Regions from separate parts of the Mus musculus genome. Here region 2 is linked to region 1. The links are chromatin contacts, called in public HiChIP or PLAC-seq maps. All regions are on one chromosome and are shown on one strand. Each heading gives the region's core, a stretch centred on a gene start, on an enhancer-like site or on the middle of the called end of the contact. The rest is flanking DNA. Distances are from core to core; before and after follow the strand shown. Region 1 overlaps Gm33037 (a long non-coding RNA gene). Region 2 overlaps Gm33037 (a long non-coding RNA gene).

Region 1 (2,590 bases), core at 59-2,558:
CTCTTGGAAGCCCATAAGCTATTTTCAAGGTTTTTCTGTTGTTAAGGCCAGGAAATCATCATGTGCCCCCTTTGACTGGCCAACATGTTAAGTCCCGGGAACAAACCAAATCCCAATTGTGAATTTCTAGGTCACAAGAGGCCATGGATTAATCAGACTATTTACAAAACCCTGTCAACACACGCCAGAGGGAACAAGACAGTTGATGCCAGTGACATTTTGTGGATTTCTTGTAGCATGTTTTGACCATCCTTTTCTTATTAAACATTCAAATCCTTGTCATGTCCTCTAACACGGGGTTTTGCTGTCTGCTCACCCGCTGAGGACCAGTAATCTAAGACACATGCCTGGAGCCACACAGAGCTGAAAGCCCCCAGGGTCCAATTCCACCACAGCATGCACACTGCACAGACACACAGCAGACCTTTCCTGCGCCAATGCTTCCAAGCGTGTACTGTGAGATGCTCCCCTGAGAATCGGTCCCTCGGCTCCAGCTTTCCCTGCAGAACTATCTTCCCGTGGCTTTCACACAGAGGGCCTGCTTATCAGAAGGACTTTACGACATTACCACGGCAGGTGCCATCCTAATAATCAGGGTTTAGAGTCAAAACAAAGATAATCAGGGTTTATAGTCAAAACTGTAATAATTAGTTTTCATTGTCAACTTGTCTAGATTTGAAGTCACCCAGGAGACTGATAACATATGGCCCTAGATTTGTCTATGAGATTGCTTCCAGGGAAGACCTTCCCTGAGTGTGGACAATACCATCTCAGAGGCTAGAGTCCAGAAGAAATAAAAGAAGAAAGGAGAAAGGCAGGCAAGGAAAAGCATTTCCATCTCTCTTATTTCTGGTTAGTCATGCAGCAGGTATCTTCTTTCCACTATACACTCCCATGACTATAGCATCCTGCTCAGGTACAGGAGACCAAGCAAGAATAGATGGATGGATAGATGAATGGAGGGAAATGTTTGAAACCATGAGCCAAAACAAATCCTGTCTCCCTCCCCTAAGCTGTTTCTGTTAAGTGTAAAGAGCATAGAAGCTAACACATACCCCTTCCCATAGAGGAAAGAGGCTCACAGTGATTTATTGCACAGTGTTGGGCCCCGGCCTCAACTCTAATTCCCATGTTCACCAACTAGATTTTGTTCACCTTGTCTCTCTGGATGCTATACAATCCGTTCTGTAAAGGTGTAACCTTAATTGTAAAAGTCATATTCCAGCAACACCCTTCTTGCCCTGTGCTGAGCCTCCGGATTGCAAGACGCAGTGGCAGTGCTGGAGCTGTCTGGGATCGCTTCCAATGAATACGTGCTCAGGAATGTTGTAAGGTCTGAGTTAAGGAGTTGGCATTTCATAATTGCCTGTGGGTGAAAGTATTTATGCCAAGGAAATGGGCAAACAGGGATCAAAAATAAAGGCTTCCTCTCTCCCCTCCACCAGGGAGACGGTTTATTTGCTTTCCAGAAAGGGTCACAGTGACCATAAAGAGAGAGAAGTCCTCTCAGGACCCTTAGTCACATAAGACAGAAGTCAACACTGATAGATCTAAGTAGAGATGGGCTGTTAGGAAAAGTAGGACTTGGATAGTCTACAGAACCCACAGGAAATATGTAGAGCTGAAACAGGCTTGAACCCAGAGCAGCAAGGCAGAAGACACCATAAAATTCTCAGTTTCCTCTACCACTGCACACTTGGCCCTAGGCACGGCCAACCCTCTTTAACAGAGAAAATCCTAAAACATTCTTTCGCCTTGACCTCCCTTGATCCAGTTCTGAAGAGATGTCTTTGATTGACAGGCTTTAAGCAGGTCTATCCAGTAGTCAGTGTCACATAAAGCAATTCCTTCGTGGTTCCTGCTTCTACCGCAGAAGGCTGAGACTGGTCCTGATTGTCCTGAACTGACAGTGTGCTAACAGCTTCACTGCAGGAAAAACTCCACTCAAACCTGCTGGCTACAGAGCTGATGGGCCCCAGGGCAATTAAAAAAAGCCTCTCTCAAATATTTTTCCCATATGGACAAAAGTTTTCTCTGCAGTTTACCCAAATACCAATAACTTCGCAGATAAAATATTTTAAATGCATAGATCCCTCTCAGAACCAGTCCTTACCATCCTGACCTCCTTGGCCCCAGTGGTATCACAATAACACACACACACAGAGACAGAGACAGAGACAGAGACAGACAGACAGACAGACAGACAAACAGACAGACACATATACACACACACATATGCAGAGACAGAGTCAAACAGACACACACACACACACAGACAGACAGAGACAGACAGACAGACACACACACACACACACACACACACACACACACACACACACACATCCACACCCGTCAATGTGCAATGTGGAGCTAACATTTCCCTCCTACCCTCTCAATTTGGTTCAACTGACAAAGCAGAAGTAACTCTTAATCACATGCATTAGTGTAAGATTTAAGCATGGATAATACAGAACAGCAGGTAACCCGAAAAACCTTTCCATGTGGCTCCAGGATATAACATATGAGTCATTAATTATACAGAAGAATTAGAATTGCCTATGTAAATTGTGACCACAAGACGGATAGTTGC
Region 2 (2,590 bases), core at 29-2,528, 110 kb after region 1:
CAATGGATTTCAGCATGCTGTTTCCCAAACATGCACACAGCATGAGCTGATCAGCTATAGTACTATGCACAATTAATAAATATTTGCCAAAAGTAAAATACAATTCTGTTAAGTAACAGATTTATCGCAAACCTATTCTTTTGTTCTGTCTTTTATAGACCTGTCTCCTTCCCCACAGGGAGCTAATCCTATCTCACCCTTAACATAATAGAGAGCCAATTTTTTAATCAAAAACCATTTTTAGGATCAAAGAGAAACATGTTTCGTCAGATAGAGTGTTCGTTTTATCATCTGTGGGGAGTGTGCAGCTAAAATTAGAGATGGTGTCCCCCAAATTCTCAAAAAGCAAAACAAAAAAATGAAATGCTTTTAAATTCAGGGAGGGACGATTGGAGCCCTTTGTTTTTTCCTTACAGGATATATTTCTCAAGTACTAGCGGAAGTGCTAATGAGAGACAGGCCTCCTTGCCATCCAGCGACACATGTAACAGGTCACATGAAACCACAGAAAATGAGTCTATTTTAAAACGTCAGAAGCAACACTAAAGGAAAACCCGGACTTGGACTTTTTCCTCTTGATCACAGTGTAATAGAGACAATTCAGAAATGATCTCTTCTGAACTTGCTGATATCCGTGATTGAAATAGTGTTGCTAATGATAACAATGTGTACAGTTATTACATGGAAAGTACTAATAATGTGAATCATATGGCCCTCGGCTTCAGTTCCTCTCTAGATTCTTTTCCCTGGGCATATCTGATTCCTCAGAGATTAGCCTACTAAAACTCATATTTGTACTACCAAGGAGAACATTTGGATTTCTAAGAACAAAGTCAAAAAATTAACCAAGTTTCCACTTGTGCCAGATTTTCCACATAAAACAACCTTGGTGCAGAAGGTAGAAGACAAACAAAAAACACACTATTTTAAAGTATTTTTAACACCTGTTGTATTTTCTTAGGTCTGTCTAGGAGACATAATATTAAAACAATCGTGTGCTGTGAGAACCACAGAAATAGTACTGTGGATAAAAGTGCTTACCCTGCAAGCCTGGGATCCGGGTTCAATCCACCTTTATATAGAGGAGAAAATCAAATTGATAAAGTTGTTCTTTGGCCTACACACACACACACACACCATGGCACACATGCCCTCTTATGCACACATAAAATAATAAATAAATAAATAAAATATTTAAATGTATGTGGTATGAAAGTATGAGGTTCACATTGAAATCTTTAAATATTGCCTAACTTCTAGATCAGTGATTCTCAACTTGTGAGTCATGACCCCTTAGGGGACTCAAATGATCCTCCCACAAGGGTTGCCTTATACCATCAGGAAACACAGATATTTACATTATGATTCATAACAGTAGCAATGTTACAGTTACTAAGTACAATAAAGATAATTTTATGGTTGGAGGTCACCACAATGTGAGGAACTGTATTAAAGAGTTGCAGAAATAGGAAAGCTGAAACCACTGTTCTAGATTATATCTTCAATAAAATGCTAGAATACTTTCTTTTCCATATTTAGGAGAAATGTAATGATATTCAGATTTCATCCTGTTTACACTTCTGACAGTCATAGGAAATTCCATTTGTAAAGGTACATATCATTTTGATCATAAGTTACTTTCCAATTGTTCTTGAGATTATAATTAAAACTGCAAACAAGAGATAGTGTCCTTTTTGTCTCTGGGTTGATATAACAGGATTGAAATAGAAAAACTTTTCTCAGATGGCCTAGTCGGCCATCACTGCAAAGAGAGGCCCATTGGACTTGCAAACTTTATATGCCCCAGTACAGGGGAACCCCAGGGCCAAAAAGGGGGAGTGGGTGGGTAGGGGATTGGGGGGGTATGGGGGACTTTTGGGATAGCATTGAAAATGTAAACGAGGAAAATACCTAATTAAAAAAAAAAGAAAAAGAAAAAAAAAGAAAAACTTTTCTCATCAAATACTCAGTAAGTATCAAGAAAATCATAAATATATCCACAAGTGTACCATAAAAGCAAAGACTCAGTGGCTGGAGGGATGGCTCAGTGGTTAAGAACACTTGTTGCTCTTGCAGAGAACCCAGGTTTGGTTGCCAGAACAGAGGCGATAGGTCACAACCACCTGTTACTTCAGTCCTAAGGGATCTGACATCTCTTCTGGCCTCTTTGGGCATTAGGCATGCATATGGTATAAAACAGACAGACAGACAAAATGTTCACACATATAAAATTAAAATAAATGGACTCTTTAAAAAAAAAAAAAAAGCTCAATGACAGGAGTGGGAGAGACTGCTCAGTAGGTAAGAGCGCTGGTGCTTCCAGAAGATCTGGGTTTGATGCTTAGCACCCACATGGTAACTCACAACCATGTGTGACTCCAGTTCCAAGGGAGCTGACACCGACTTCTTGCTGCTGCAGGCACCTAGCATGCATGTGGTACACAGACATTCAGGTAGGCAAAACAACCATACATATAATAACAGACTACCACAATCGTGACCTGTCTCCCACAATAAGCCATATATCAACATTCCATTGTCAAAGTAAGATATATGACCAAACTTGACATCAGTGGTGAACAAAACACAG

The links. HiChIP or PLAC-seq counts read pairs in DNA pulled down with a chosen protein or histone mark.
Region 2: a contact with region 1 is called in a FOXA1 HiChIP or PLAC-seq map of pancreatic cancer cells. The contact joins two enhancer-like sites. A contact is called at or near these places in 1 of 15 datasets of contacts at CTCF or cohesin (the NIH/3T3 cell line), 4 of 484 Hi-C or Micro-C datasets (the C2C12 cell line, the HL-1 cell line, adipose-derived mesenchymal stem cells and 1 more) and 3 of 115 datasets of contacts at active chromatin or transcription factors (embryonic stem cells and pancreatic cancer cells).

What each region holds. Positions count from the first base shown.
Region 1 is chr12:8,069,658-8,072,247 of GRCm38.p6, forward strand. All of the region lies in intron 2 of Gm33037 (a long non-coding RNA gene), which reads right to left. Among named protein-coding and RNA genes, the nearest start is that of Apob, 93 kb to the left of the region's middle. Within about 2 kb of position 1,309, at least 36 of the 459 cell types and tissues checked have an H3K27ac peak or open chromatin away from gene starts, as enhancers often do. A contact at or near this core is called in the C2C12 cell line, the HL-1 cell line and pancreatic cancer cells, where this site is marked.
Region 2 is chr12:8,180,618-8,183,207 of GRCm38.p6, forward strand. The region is part of intron 1 of Gm33037 (a long non-coding RNA gene); the gene reads right to left. Among named protein-coding and RNA genes, the nearest start is that of Ldah, 26 kb to the right of the region's middle. Within about 2 kb of position 1,279, at least 18 of the 459 cell types and tissues checked have an H3K27ac peak or open chromatin away from gene starts, as enhancers often do. A contact at or near this core is called in the C2C12 cell line, the HL-1 cell line and pancreatic cancer cells, where this site is marked.